Linked DNA regions of Gasterosteus aculeatus: region 2 is linked to region 1. Evidence: chromatin contacts called from public Hi-C data. All regions are on one chromosome and are shown on one strand. Each heading gives the region's core, a stretch centred on a gene start, on an enhancer-like site or on the middle of the called end of the contact. The rest is flanking DNA. Distances are from core to core; before and after follow the strand shown.

The links. A called contact is a pair of places that touch in the nucleus more often than the background predicts.
Region 2: a contact with region 1 is called in a Hi-C map of skeletal muscle, with 2.5 times the contacts expected there. The contact joins the enhancer-like site here to the promoter of znf521 in region 1. A contact is called at or near these places in 2 of 6 Hi-C or Micro-C datasets (skeletal muscle and whole body).

Annotation. Positions count from the first base shown.
Region 1 is chr3:1,084,577-1,092,526 of fGasAcu3.hap1.1, forward strand. It overlaps znf521 (zinc finger protein 521), which reads left to right and starts at 4,485. Exons shown (of 7, transcript XM_078098587.1): 1 at 4,485-4,738.
Region 2 is chr3:1,148,092-1,156,041 of fGasAcu3.hap1.1, forward strand. It overlaps znf521 (zinc finger protein 521), which reads left to right. Exons shown (of 7, transcript XM_078098587.1): 5 at 7,446-7,577. Among protein-coding and RNA genes, the nearest start is that of LOC120816119, 36 kb to the right of the region's middle. Within about 2 kb of position 4,795, at least 5 of the 9 cell types and tissues checked have open chromatin away from gene starts, as enhancers often do.

The DNA of each region.
Region 1 (7,950 bases), core at 3,235-5,734:
AACCTGCTAATCAGACATCGGTGGCACTTGGAGGTGAGTCTGGCTGATTGTGTGGAATGCTGTGTATGATAAGGGGCTCTACAGCGCACTTACATGCTGCAGCTTAGTTATAGAGGAACGAGTGGGCTTGATCTCATCTTGCAGTGAAGATCTCCTAATGAGAGAGTGGTAATGAGCAAAAAAAAAAATCACTCCCATCCCGTAAAAAAAAGAAGAAAAAAAAAGGTGTTGAAAGGTTTTCTATCCTTTCCTTTCATCTTGTGCGACGGTGCCAAGTGGAAAATGTCCATCTTTCACCGGGAGACTTTTATGTCCGTCTTGGCTCATGGTAACACCCCCGGGGATTACTCTCTCTTGGCACGGCCACGGTGGTCACCATTTGCTGGAGACGGGCTGCGGAGGTCAAAGCCATTTGCGAAGGACATAAAACCCCTAGAATGGTTTTTGATCACACCATGAAACCGTCCCATTGTGGTTAAACGCTGCTCTTCTCTGTGGAGGTCATTGTCATCACGGGCCATTGAAAGTTGGGCTGACAGCGTGACCCTGCAGCCCGTTTAGCAGTTGTGTATCCTGGACGTTACAGGCGTTCCAGCTCGTCCAGGAGTGACGGGTGTGAAATAACTCAAGAATGTTGTCACCGAAAGCCGAGGCGACGCCCCGCGGCTCGGGTCGGGATACCGCGAGACGGGGCTACGTCTGACACCGCCACCACCTCGGGTTTTATGATGGAGTAAGCAAGGGGAGAACTGCCGGGACCTTCTCCTCATGAAGACCCAGAGCAAGGGCACAGCCTCCCCAGCCCCATAGATCAGCCAGCCCTGAATGTCAAACCGCACAGCAGCCGCCGCGGTGCCAGGAGTCCCCCTCTCGCTCCCTCTCTGGCCCGTGATCGGCTGTCTGGTGACACCACTGCGCTAATGACCCGGTTTGGGAGTTGCTCCGCGGGGCTCCTTGGCTTGGTGAAGACGGAAGTTGCGGGGCTATCCAGCTGGAAGGTCACCGTGGACGACCACCTCGCTCGACATTCCCTTCACTTTGTAGACATCCTTCGGTTTGTTGGACGGATGTTGGCGACACGGAGGCCGCCGCCAACCTTTTACCCAAACAGGCGCGGCTGAGCGGCAAAGTAGGAATAAACGGGTGTGCGTCCCCTGCTGTTTTTGTCATTACATGCATTAGTTGTTGTTAGAAAGAGGCCTAATGTTTACGCAAACTGCATCCATATGATACGTGTTTTTTTTTTGCCACGGTGTTTAATTGCCCTGCAATTTGGATAACAGTGAATTTGGAAAGCGAGCAATTCCCCTTTCTTGCCAACTCCGAAACCATCGGGGTTGTTAGCTCTCTGTGTTGTTTTTGTTTCCTTTTTGTGTTTTCTGTGGACGTATGTCTCCGTGCTCGGAGAATGTCTTTGGTCACTCGCTATCCGGACTCTCTTTTCTTTTTCTCGGCCTCAGGAGCTCCAGGCTCGTCGGAGCAGAGCTGGAGTCCCAGGGGTGCCCTCCTCTGGTGATGGGGGAGCTGCCGCGACCTCGCTCATGCCTGGTGTGGGTGGCATCCAACCGGGGAGACGCACAATGGAGAGCGAGACTGAAGACGGCGATGCTTCTGGTGGACTCTCCCAGGACTCAGCCTTATTCTCAGGGTCACGCATTCCAGCAATCTCTGTAATTATAAGCAAGTACGAGAAAAGTTGAATCTTCTGCCTTTCTCGAAAATGAACGTGCCCCGCTCCTCAAGGGAAACATTCACATCTCAGAGTTCTAGTAGCTGGATAGGTTTTAATGAGGCAAGTCAAGTGTGTGTGTGTGTGTGTGTGTGTGTGTGTGTGTGTGTGTGTGTGTGTGTGTGTGTGTGTGTGTGTGTGCGGTTGGTGCACATGCATGTCTGCGTATCGGCCCCGTTCTAACAAGCGTAATTGACCGACTGGGCTTTTAAGCTGCCGTTTTTTTTTTTTTTTGCACCCTCTGCGAGAGAATTCTACTAAATAGCCTTCAGTGATTATTATTTCTACAGAAGACACTTCATTTGGATTAAAACTTTCTGCGGGTATGAAAGTTCAGTTACTTTTGACTCTTTTTTTGTTTTTGGACATGGATGTGCAGTCGGAGGCGAGCGGTCGGAGGGCGAGCGGACTGCGCGCAGGTCAGCGTGAGCTGCTGGAGGGTCGCGCCACCCGAGGGCCACTGGTTCCACAGGGGAGCGCTCCCCCCCCGTCCCCCCCGCGGAGCGGCAGAGTGAGATCTGTAATGCTGCAGCACGCACACTGGCTGCGGCGTCTCCCTGTCTAACTCAAAGCAACGGGTGGTGAAGAACAAAAAACAACTGCTCAGTTTTACAACAGATGCAGGAGGCCAAGGCGACTCGACTGCGCCTTTGCGCGTTGTTTGGAAATTCCCTCTTCCGAGCAGCTTTTGAGTCGATTAAGTCGTCCATGTGAACTGCTAAAACAGACATGTAGGCCTACATGAACAAATAGCTGGCTTCATTCTCATAAAGGAACGCGCTAAATGGAAATTTCCTGGCTGGCCTTGTTTTTTGCGACAAAACATGTCCCATTTTTTACTTCTTATTCTATTTTTCTCATTCACCCGTTTCATTTCCCTCGCGCTCAGAGGTGAGACATGAAGCAAAAACCTTTTTGTTGATTTTCATTGTGCCTATTTGCTCCCAAAAATGTACATTTGATTCTACTTTCCATATTTATAAAGTCATCCCCGAGGGAGCCGCCATGTCAGACAGTTTGTGGAGCATCATGAAGCAACATTCCTCACCTGAGGGTTCTTCACTTGAAGAAGGGGAGAAAAAAAAAAGAAAAAGAAAGTGTGTACTGTAACTTAGAGACTGAACTGAGCACCGAGTCAAGTCGAGCCTTTTCCCAGTTACTTTGTCACTAATGAAAGTTGCAAAGCGCCCTGGAGGCCTTAAGAGCCCTGCTTGTTTGTGTTTGGGAGAGCATTCGAGAGGAGGGGGGCTTGGGGGGGGGGGGCAAGGTGGTGAAACTTTGGGAGAGCCGCCTGACACGGCGCTGAGAGGCAGTTGAGATTGAAGTTTTAAGGCAGCCGGGGTCTCCTGACAGACTCCACCTACAAATAGATGTTTCATATGTGTGTGTTTACCAACTACTGTAGATTTTGAAACTTTGAATTTACCAAAGCACATCACGTCGATCGGTGTCATACGTTGTTCCATTGATCTTCCGCGCGCATTTGCTGGCAGCGTGTGGGTGGGGAAATTATTCGAAAAGCAAAAAGGGGTGCGGATGAAATTGCGAGATCCAAATTGAGCAAAACCGAAAGGAAGCCTTGACATCATATGTAGGTCACAAGTCCCCATTTATTATGTCCAAGTCCCACATATGCCGCCCAATAGGGATGTAAGAAAATAACAAGGCCTTTAAAATAGGAGTGTGATAATGACAGCCAGCTAATAGATAAGTCTGCTCATTTTTTTCCTATTGCATTCATTACTTTGTGGTGCTGGTGATTAGCTTAAACGTCTGTAACAGTAAAAGGCCTCATTATGAACTCCAAAGTAAAAGGTGGGAACACCCTAAAGAATAAGAGCAGCCTTATTATGTGCTCACATCATTAACTTTTAGAGTTTTTGGGTAAAAAATGTCTTTCTTTTAGCAAAGTTAAATTCAGCCACACAAAGGCTATCAAAGGTTGTTGTTAATTTTCTTCCTCTACGTGTTTGGGAGTTGAACCTATCGACTGTCTCCCTCCTTCCCTGAAGGTGTGCGGCGAAAAGCTCGCTCTCCTCGCACAGTTTGTCTCTGTGAGTCAGGCGGCGCAGAGGGGGGGTTGAAGGTGGGGGAAAGCGGGTTGCGTGACTGTGATTTTTCGACGGGGCCCCCGGCCGAGGCTGCCTATAGGGGCCCAGCCAGAAGCCCTCTGCAGGACTTCTACCTGGATCTCATTTTTACATAGCTGGGGTGTTATGGGGCTCGCAGAGGAGGCTGTATTCCAACGCACCGTAGAAAAGAAACAAGGAGGTTGTGTGAATTCTTTTTTTGTTTACTACTATCATTCTTTTTTTTTTTTTAATTTAAATGACTTAGTTGGGTTCATTTTATTAGAACTACTGGAGCGATAAGTATTGAAATGACAAAATGGAAACAAATCATATTGTAACGTTAAAGTGCATTTTTTTGTCAAAATCCTCAAAATGATCCGCGGATAGATATTTCTTTATAAATAGCATTCAAATGGTTAATAGGACACAATGAGCTGCATTTTTATACTCACACTGAACAATAACATTGAAGAACCAAAACAAGAAAATATCAAATAAATCAAATAAAGCCATCAGCCCGAAATCCTGAAACGCGCCTCTCGTGTCAACAGAAGATGTATTTCTGCTGAACCGTTTCCACCAGAAGGGGGACCAGTCCGTCTGCCGTAGACCGAGAGGGGCCGACGGCGAGCTGAGGCAGGAGGAGACGCCAGGGTGAGCCAGCCGACTTTGGGTTTAGAGTTGGACTCCGGATCCGGGGACCGGCGGATCCAGCAATCCGCATCTTGCCGTGATCCCTAGGATTTTAATCATGCCTCTCTGTCTGTGTGTGAGTGCAGGCAGGCTGACAATGATTTCCTCAGTGATTACGTACAGAGCGAGTCCCTGCGGGGTAGGGGCCCCCTCTGGAGCCATCCTGATGGCTTTGGGGGCCTTGCTTCCATTTTCCATTATTATGTGGACTACCGGAGCGACAGCGCAGTCCAAGACCTTGCAGGTTTGTGATGAGGAGGGAGCTTCCATCTTCTCTCTGCTTCTTCATCCTCTTTTAAGAGCAATTTAGACGTAGACTTAGATCAGATTCCGAACCTAATTCATGATTAGCTGACTGGAGTAAAGCAAAGGAAGAGTCTATAATAGTTTTGATGCTGTTAGGTGGATATGAAGTGAAAAGTGTTATTATCATTTTTCCTTCATTTTTTTGTGGTTTTGTTGCATTTTTTTTTTTGCACTCTCACAGGAGGCGTTCGGCTGATGTCTTTCTTGCGCGGATGCATTTGAGATGAGATGCGAAAAGCAAATATTCCGCTTTTATTTCTAAACGAACATCAAGCCTGCACGCGCGCGCGTTTTCCCGGAGAATGGAAGCGCATGACGGGGATTACTATATTCTCACACTTTTCCAGATACCCGGCTCAACTAAATAGAGTCGCCTGTACCGATCGGGGGTAATTGGATTTTATAACATCCACCTACTCATCACAAAAAAAACAAAAAGCAAAAAAAGCAATAAGGGCAAACTCGCACTTAGACCTGCACGGCGTCGGGCTAAGTTGCATCGGTCTGTAATGCTAAAAAGGCTGCCGCGATTCTGGCCAGCGGGATTTAGAGAGACTCTGCCTGCAGACCACCCCGTCTTACGCAAATTGTCAGACTGAAACTGAGCAACTTCAGCGTTTTCTAATAGGATGTCGCGCCGCAAGCAAGCTAAGCCAAGATCACTGAAAGGTAAGTGATAAGCCTCCGCCCGGCGGCTCCCCGCACTATTCATGTGACGCTGATGACAAGTCTACCGAGCATGAACTGAACTGAACTGCTATTATTACCATTAACACCCCTGATTGTCGCCTATAGCATTTTTACGCATTTCCAACGAGTCTTCCTGTTTGTGTTGCGCATGGGATCGACCGCGTGCACGTATGGGGGGGGGGGGGGGGTCACTTGGCGTCGCGTGAACCGGTTTACAGTTCGGGCTCGCATTGTGATGACGGGTAAAAGTGCAAAGGGGGCAACGGGGCGACGGGCCGTCTCGAGATGCAACAGCGCGGCGCACCGCTGGCCGACATCTGGATGCGTTAAAGACGCTCCAGGTCGCAACTTGAGCCGTCTGGTGGAATGGAGAGCGGAGTCACGTGACCCGACCCCCCCCTCCACCCAGCAAAATACCCCCACACCCTTCTGAGGAACTAGGAAACATTTCTTATGTTGAGGAGAGGGAGTGCTGTAATGTGTGTGTGTGTGTGTGTGTGTGTGTGTGTGTGTGTGTGTGTGTTTGTGCACAACGGTTCAAATATAAATAGGTGGTTTAGTGATAATTGGATCTTTTTTATCTACATAAACGTTATAAAGTTATCCAGGAAACAACTGAACTTTATGATGGTTTTCTTTCTTTTAGCTCATGCACATCAGGACACACACCTTGTGTGATTTTAGTTTTCTCTCTTTTCTTTCAGTTTTTCTGTCTTTTTGTTAGTTTTTTTGAGCCGGTTGGACTGGTGGTAATTCGACCGCGTATTTGTGTCTTGGGCGAGCTGGAGGGGAGGGGGGAACAGAGACAGAGCAACATGCATCAGCACGCACGCGCACACACACACACACACACACACACGTTCACACACTACTTTTCTCTGTAGCGTTTCAGTGGCAGAGCTGCTCGGCTCTTTGGAGGTTGAGCTCCAGTTCATCTGGCAGGCATTGTATTTTGCTCAGCAAATAATTGTCCACAATTTCACATTCCCAGCGTGTGGTCTGCGGGCCCCCTTCTCTCCCCCCTTTCGTTCTCGGAAGTCTTCATCTCAAAGGAAGATTACATGGTCTGCGGTGGTACATTCATGCAGCCACCATTTTAAATCAATACCCAGGAGAGGCTGGAAATGTGAGTGCATGCACGTCTTGAAATTGTCACGTTCTGTTTCCAGACCGGCTCTGCTCTTTTCACAGTAAACAGCTCTATACATAGATGCCATGTTTTCCCACACCAGATTGGCATTGACTGCTTTTTTTTTGTTGTGGTGTTGACGATTGCTATTCTCAAAAGACGTGTCACTTAGATATAATAGTCCCCTGCACGCGTGCCTACAAGCTACAAGTGTGTGTGTGTGTGTGTGTGTGAATTCTGAAGAACATCTGTCAAGATTTGTGGACATCTATGTGTGCGAGAGAAAGTGCGGGATGGAGAGTGAGCCAATCGGCATGCAAATTAAGTCAGAATGAAGACGTTGTTTTCCTATTGTCAGTAAAAATTTAATTTGGAAAAATGTGGTGCACCAAACATCTCGACTTGCATGTCCGCATAGCGACTGCTGAAGCGGAGCAGAAATGCAGATACGTCATAGATATTTCCCTTCCCTGGATCCGACCCAAAGAAGGCCAGGCAGATGTTATTTATTGTTCTTTGTCCGTCTCTTTCCTCTGGCACAGAGATGCACTTATGCAGATGTCCACGATAACTTTTCTTGTCATTTTAAAAATAAGAAAGTATTTGCCTGACGCCGTTATTCTCCACTATCGTTTCGACCGCAATTTTCAGTTTATTTGCAGCCTTTAAAAAAAAAAAATATTATCCTGTCACAAATGCAGCATCTCTACATTTTTGACACCGCGCTTTTCCACGTGTCCCTATGCAACGCATGTTTTCCCGTCTCACTTTTCTAGGTTGTCTTTGGCTAACTTGAAGCAGTGGTCACTTCCCCCCCCCCCTTTTTTTTCCTGCGCAGAAAGAACACTTTGTTCTGCGGAAGGTAAAATAAACGCGTGTGCCGGTGGAACACTGAGGGAAGGGGGAAAAGGGGCATTGTGTGTGCCGCGGTTTAGGGATTGGCGTGGACGGTACGGACATGGGCTGTGTGTGTGTGCGTGTGTGTGTGTGTGTGTGTGTGTGTGTGTGCGTGCGGAGGAGATGAGAAAATAATGCTGTGACAGTTGGCACTCTTTTCCTCCCTGGTGTAGCCCAGCACACCCACTTCCTCAGTATTGGCTGCTTGTGGGAGTCAGAGGTTATGTTTTTGGTCCCATTGAGGAAAAGGGCAACATTACAAGTCCCGTTTCAATTAAGTCTGAGAGACAGATCCGGCTACGTTATTGCTTGGGGGAATAAATGGCACAGGACAAGACCATACATCATTCGCCTATATGCAAACACTTCACCCTGGCCACTGACATTTACTCAATCCTGAGCCTTCTGCATTTCTCAACTGTAGGCACATTGTA
Region 2 (7,950 bases), core at 3,545-6,044, 64 kb after region 1:
TGAAGTTCGCCCCGTCAAAATGAAGGGACTAATTCTGATTTAGCTGAGGTAATGAACTTCCCCTCTCCTAGTGAGAGCAGCACCATGGGGCGGGCAGAGAGGGGTGGTTGTGTAAGGGGGGGGGGGGGGGGGGGGGGGGAGGAGAGGAGGAGAGAGAGCGACGGAGTGAGGCAAGACGAAGACGAGACACGGGAGGGACATGGAGCGAGGACAGAAAGATAGACGGGGGAGAGGGGAGGCTAAGAGAAGGAGAAAAAAATTTATGCAAAACGCCTGTCTCGTATTTGCTGAGATGTATTAAATTTCCAGCGCGGGTGCCCGTGTTATATAAAATTATGCTAATGCCTCGCGGCCCGCTGCGAATGGCGGCTTGCTGGTCCTGAGCATGCGTGGCTGGCCGCTACACGGAGCGCGCTCAGTGGGACTCAGCTTTTCTATTAAGGAAAACCTCTAGACACCTGATGATGAATTCTCTCTCACCAAATGTTCCCCCCCCCCCCCCCCCCCCCCTTTTTTTTGTGTGTGTCGAAAATATGAGCGCCTTTCTAAATGACTTTGGAGGGCCCGGCATGGCACTCGGCGGCCTGCGTCGAGCAGGGGGGGTTGAGAGGGAAAGAGGGGGGGGGGTCCCTCTGCAGCAGGCTAAGGGAGTCAATTAAGGCAAGCACTGATAATTATAAGCCGGTAGAACGCAGGGGCTGGCTAATTGTACAGTGTTCCGTGCCGTGAGCCCAGCCAAGGGGCCTCTCCGCAACGCTCTCTTCCCCCATTCCTTTGTGTGGACCGCAGACCCCAAAGAGCAACTTACCTCAGCAATGCCACAGTGAGGCCAGCGGGGAGAAGCCATGCATGTGCCCGTAATTAACTTTTGGCATTCTTCTGAGACCTGAAAGAGATTCTGGTTGGAATCGCACCTCACTTCTTCTCTCCTTCTTGAGTCTTTTCTTGCCCATTTTACTCTTTCTTGTACTTGTTTGTAAGGAAATAGTGTTACTTAGCAAAAGCAACTGTGATTGAGCACAAGCGTCTTAGGAAAGTTAGGGCAGAGACACTTGACCTTTAATTCCTTTTAAAAAGAAAAAGAGCTGCAGTTTAGAATAGGCATGTATAAAGTAAATTGGAGCATTTCAGTGCCGAATGCTGTTTTTGTGGCTGCAGGGGGTCCGGCGCTCCCGTGCAATCCATCTCAGCAGCCTGCACTGTTTGTCCCCGACGGACCCCCGTACCTGCCTGCAGCTGCAGCGCCTACACATCATTCGTTAACAAGTATTCGCCTCTCGCCTTTGTTGTGGATTTCTCCCTTTTTTTTTCTTTTATTCTGCCTCCGTGACCTACACGCTGTTCATTTGACCGAGTTTCAGCCATTGTGCATTTTAGCTGTGAGAATAGCTGGTAATGTGGTCCAGGAAAAACACAAAATGGCAGAGCCTCCTTCAAAGCATCCAGTGGTCCTGCTGGAACGCAAACACCAGCTTCATCTGGTCCCACCAGCTCGCTTCCCTCCAGGAGGCGGCGCGGTGAGACATTATGTTCAGAGCGGTTTCAGATCTAAAAAATGCATTTATGCACAAATCTGGAAAATATGCCTTTTGGCGATTTTTTCAGAAGCTTTGTAGGTCGAACTTTGTGTGTTTTTCTTATTTTTCTACAGCATTTGAGTAACACTAAAGTAGATGTAACAGTGATATGAAAGAAAAGAAAGATTAGTTCCTTTAAGCCGCCTTGATGCAGTTGAGTCATAAAAGCTTGCGATGACCTAACGGCGGCCACGCATAGAGACACAAAGCAGAGCACGATCTTCACTCCCAGCGAGCCCATAGCTTGTGTCCGTACGCCTCAACGGGCTGTCTATTTTACACAGGGAACCGAACACATAGACGTTCACGTTGAAACGTTCATGACTTTTGTGACAGATTTTGGACGGACTGTTTCTATGTGTCCCAGGAAGTAAAATGGCTACTTACTTACTGATAAATGTATGCAAACACAGCTCTATTTACACAGAGAGAAAAGGTTGTTGGAATAATTAAATAACATTGGTGTTATGCTCTCATACAGTGCATGCATAGGGGTTCATAACCCAGCTTCTTGCTGGAAATGGCTTCCAATATCACTTTTTTACCATTTTAAATCCCAATTTGTGCGTTTCTATCCATATATAAATAGATCCATTCGCCTGTGTTAAATGTCATGGGGCTTACTCCTTCTACTATATGGAATTGGAGACATAAAAGAGACCTCAAACATAAAAATACTTTCACATAATAATAATAATGCCCCCGTAAAGATGTGCCTTTTGTTTCTTTTCTCTCTAATATTTATGGTTCAACAGTGACTTTTGGCTTTACTTTCTTTATCTTCTGCTACAGAGTATCGCTCAGACACACGCACAGGGGCTCTTGGCAAGTAGCTCGAGTGGAAATGTCTGCTCGGTTAGGGAGGAGAAGTGTCCTTGTGTTTTTGTCCCTCATGTTGTTTTTTTTAACTCCAAAAGGTGTTCTAGTCCGCTAAACCTTTTGTAACATCCACCCAAGCGTTGCGCATGTTTATCTCAACACAAAACCTGTCAGTTTGGTGTTTCCACCTCTGGCCCGGCAGCCGAGGGAGCTGTGAGGCGGTTAATGTAGGCGCAGAGTGGCTGATCCTAGCAGGAGCCTCGCCCTGCTCTGATTAGCACCTCCGACGAGCTGCCACGCGTCACAGCCGACCTTCTCCCAGAGACGCGTTCCCCCACAATCCTTTGCTCTGGCGGCTGCGAGGGGCGTCACCGCGACTTGCATGCCACAGGCGACGCCTCACCCGTCCCCCGTGCCTCTGGAGGCTGGAGAACCGCACCGGGTATGCACAGAACTCGGGACCCCTGACACGAGGGCCACGATGCCTCGCTTAGCTCTCTTCTCTTGCAGACGCAGAATTGTGTTTCATGCACGCGAGCTGCAAACGGAGGCAAAGCTCCTTCTATCATGCGGCATCAGCTTTAGCACTTGACCGCGTTTTCCATCGCCGTGCGGTTCAAGCGTCGAGTCGTTGATAGAATGGGGGTGAATTTTCAAGGTGCTGTGATTAAATATTGTACTTTAATGTTGACACTTTGCACCTGATTCACTCTGTCATTCTCAAACTGTGGAGGGAGGAAATAGATATCAGCTGTGTTACCCCCAGGCGCCAGTTCTCCAATCAGCTTGGGTCTGGAGGGAGTCCATCCCTCTGCGCTCCCACCCACCACCTTCCCGCCCCCCGTCTGCAGCATCCTCCCGGCCTTAATGGGTGTTGTAGTACTTTTGAAATGAGTTTGTTCCTCATGAGCAGTGATTCTACCTCAAGAGAGCACACCACACGGAGGTGGAGTCAATTTGTATTCACCCATAATTCCCTGGGCCTTAATCACTCTGATTTTCCCCCCATTATCTGTTAATGGATAGTTCCCGCGGAGAGAAGAGAGAAGTAAACCCACCTACTGTTTACAGGCCTGAAGCTGTCTGCTCTGCTTCCATCCACAATCCCGCAGTGGGTTTCTGTGTACGGCAACGAGTCCGCGGAAAACCAAATCTTCCCGGTTTATTAACATGCAAACATCCAACATCAGGCGGATTATTGTGAAGCAGATGGTGAGGAAAGGAAAGCAAACTCTAAAGGGGAAATTCCTCGTAAACAAGATTGCTCAAAGCAGGTATTTTCTGACTTTATGGCAGAAACTCTGTAATCTATTGACCCATCAGTTCGACTGGGCCAACTTTGATCATGACGGCGGTTCTGTCTCCGGCTTTTCCAAAACAGCCCATTCCAGCCCACTAAATATTCTCAATTTGTCCTCCACTTGTTTTTTCATTACTTTCAGCATGGAGTGCCTTGATTGATGTTCTTAATATCAATTGTTAGTGTGCTGCTTTCGCGACACAAAGCAGCACGGGTCCCTCTCACAGTGAGCTTCAGAGAAGCATCCACCCGGCCCCAGAGGGGCCCGTAAATCTGACTATCACATCCCTTTCTCTTCCAAAGCCAAATGCTGAAAGTGATCCTGAATTCCCCTCCAATTCAAATTGCTCCTCAGCAGACTTGTTTAAATAGAGTAAGGGGCAGTGTTGGCGGCGGGGGGGGGGTGCTGGAATGGAATCAGCTGAGGGACAGTTTTTAATTAAGCAATGCCCTGCGTTGTACTTAACTACACTCAGGAAGTTAGACTAGTCTTTGGTTACTTTAGTTCAATCTTGTACTTCCTCTCATCTGATGGCTCTGCACCTTCACGAAGAAGCGCAGCTCAACAAGCTGCAGTGGTGTCGTTGTTACATAAAGGCTACAGTAAACTGTGCAAGCCAAACCCCCCAAACAACCTTCAACCGCACATGAACTTCAGCCGGGAGTAGATAAAAGTAAACAGCACAGAGAAATAAAGACCACCCTTTTTTGAGAGTCGTTTTCTCCCCCTCTCTGCCTCTCCCGTCCTCCACGTGGGAGAGATATTAGGCGTTTGTGTTTTAAGGAGCTGTGAAATACATAAACCATGAGCCACAGCAACGCGAGGCCCCGTGGATATGCAGATGGGCTTACTTTGCTGGTGTCAGGGATGCTTAGAAGGAGCAGTTCACATCTGAGGGAGTGGAGAGGGACAGGGTGGTGGCAGCGGAGAACACTCGGGGGACTCGGAAACAGAGAGCGGCGGGAGGGAGCGAGACAGAGACGAGGGAGAGAGAGGGGGGAGAGCGCTGACAGTCCCACGGGGCGCTGTAACTATATCCAGAGTCTGCTCAGTGCGTAGAAAGGGGTGAGGGTGGGAGCGCGCAGGGCCCTGCTGATTGGGCAGCCCTGGAGACGGGCGGGTGGAATGACAGGAAGTGACCTCAGCCCAATGAGGCGGCATGTAGGGGTGATTGAGCCCACTTCCTCCCCTGGCTCTCACTAAGAAACAGGCTGCCAGCTTGTTACACTGGCCAATAGAGCCCCAGTTTACTCGTAACATCTCACAGTCAGAACCTCTTTTCTCCGTCTCCATCTGTGTCTGTACTCATTCACTTAGGTTTCCTTATGTGCATGATGCCTGTAGTTGAACGTTGTACTACGATTTAATCAGATTACTAGTCATGTGACTAGTCATTTTATATGTACATGTATGTCAATACCTTTTTAGAATGATAAAAAATGAAATCCCAAATCCAACAGTAAATGAAGAACTGTGTGTTTGGCTCAAGAAATCCTGTAGCTTACTGCTCATTGCCAAAGACTTTTTTTTCTCCCAAAGTCTTGCATTGAGTGACACCTGTCATCATAATGTAGGAGTTAATTTTAAAACAATATGCTGAACAAATTCAGGATTTATTCCACTAAAAACAGAACTATTTGTTGGTAACTTGTTTTAAAAGTGTACATTACTCTTTTCAATCCATGAATGTCTTTTGTTGGCAATAATAAAAATACAGATTAACGTCAGCCTTGTTCTTCAAATGGAAGCCCACTGTGTACATCTCTTCACCATTTCCCTTTGGTGCACCTGCTCACAGGCATAAACACACACACATGCATGCACACAGGCAGGCAGGTGCAGAGTTATCTGCATAATGAAGCAGGCCAGGTCTCCAACGGGACAGCGCTGCGCACGGGGGGGGGGTCAAATGAGGTCTGCGCATATGGCAGAAGAACAGATCTACAGAACCCTGCAGCAAGCTTGGCCTTACAGGACACAACCTCGCACAAATAAGCAACCTGAATGGGGATCAAAGTGTGCAGTGATCCCGTTGAACGGCTACGTGGACGCGTGGACTTGTGCACCCCCCCCTCCCTTCGCTGACGCCTGCTGCTCCAGCCAGACGCACGTGTGGCCCTCAGAATATCATCATCTGTCAAATGCATGATTGCGGAACACATCATCAACTCCGTCTCTTTCTACTTTGAGCCGCTTTGATGGTTCTTTTACCTTTTACTGGATCGTCATGGGGGAGATGAGTCTGTCAGCTTTTGCTGATGCTTACAGAAAGTGAGGGTTTTGTTTTTATGCCGTAGACGGCGCCTTGTGTGGCATGCAAGGCCGTTTGTGTTGTTGAGCAAAAGATTTTGAAGGGACATTTGGTAATATGTTAGGAGAACGTTTGGAATTTACACAATGTTTCTTTTGGCGCTGCAGGAGATGTTTCCTCTCTCAAACAGGAAATATTATGGGTTGCTGAGTTGCGTTTGTCACCATACAGTTTGCTGCTGGAATAAAGCTGAAAAAAGCCAGAATGGCCCATTGCGGGTTGCAATTGAATTGAAGTGCACTGCTTTTCAGCACACAATCGCCTCAATGGATTAACCCTATACTTGGATCGTGCCCAGCGTAGCTGAGGTGGATTGTGTACTCGTGCCTCGAGTAACCGGTGCCTTTGTGTCAGGAAAAACCTGAGATGAGTCCCAGGTGGAAGCAGCCCACCCCCCATGTCGTAGCTGGCCTAATGTCAGCGTCGGCAGGAGTTTGATGGAGCACAACGGAAGAGTGTACACGCCTTTTATTGACGCACTGGAGATGGGCAGTTCTCTGGAAGCCGGAGTCAGCAAATCTGTGTGCTGCGAACGAGTGTGCATGTTCACAGTCTGAACGACATTACTTGTGGCCTCGGCTGAGGCAGTGCAAAAAAAACAAAACAGTTGTATCGCTGTATTAAAAAGGAGGAGAGCTGTTTTGTTAATGTCCACTGGAGACGTCATCATAAGATCATTGGGTAACAACACATACACAAACACCACTGCATCTGAAATGAGACTATTTAACTGTTCCATCCATCCATCCATCCATCCATCCATCCATCCATTGTCAAACCGCTTATCCTGCACACAGGGTCGCGGGGGGGCTGGAGTCCATCCCAGCCAACTTCGGGCAATAGACAGGGTACACCCTGGATTGGTCGCCAGCCAATCGCAGGGCAACACAGAAACACACAACCATTCACACTCACATTCACACAACTACGGGCAATTTAAAGTCCCCAATTAACCTAATCCCCAGAGCATGTCTTTGGACTGTGGGAGGAAGCCGGAGAACCTGGAGAGAACCCACGCAGACACGGGGAGAACATGCAGACTCCCTATTTAACTGTTCCTTCTCTATTTATTTTGGATTCACCTTTTCAACGCACAAATGATTGTATGTTGAGTTCTCTCAAAATCTGTTTCTGTTTTCAGACACTATAAATACATTTTGCATGTAAGTTAATCAAAACGATGACGCCCAACATGTTCACGGTGCAATGCTCCAGCCGGTCATCTAATTCATGCCTGATGGGAGCAGATCACACTTTATATTATTTCCTGTCTCATGGAAATCACAGGCAGGCACCTTTAAAACAAATGTGTTGATTTAAAATGTCATGTGTAAGGAGTCAAGCAAAGAAAACGAGGCAGATCAAGACCTCTGGCACGCTTTGCTTATTTCCCCTCTCATGATTTCCTTTGTGTTTTTGTTTCTTTGTCCTCTGCAGAGGAAGGATTGAACCATGAATGCAAGCTCTGTAGTCAGTCCTTCGACTCACCCGCGAAGCTTCAATGCCACCTGATTGAGCACAGCTTCGAGGGCATGGGAGGAACCTTCAAGTGTCCCGTCTGCTTTACAGGTATGCATTGTGTTTGTGTGCATCCCACTGTGCTGATACAAAGATCACAAAGGTAGAGTTGTCTGTTTTTTTCATTGATATTCTATTCAAATGCGTCGCTTTCCATTTCCTAGTTGTCTTTTTTTTTCTAGTGTGAAAAGGCAAATGGCTTCTAAATGAGTTGGGAAAGGTCAAGCAAGCGGGTCGGCTAAAGCGGGGAACAGTTTGCTGCATGTGGCTTTTTATTTAGTCAAATTGCCTCCAAATCAAGGCCAAAGAAGTGTCATGAGGTGAGAGGGGGGCGGGGGGGGGGGGCAGTGTGAGCGGAGGGGAAATGGGGGAGGGGGTACGGAGGAGATAGGAAAGAAAGGGAGATGTGTTAATTGTGGATGTC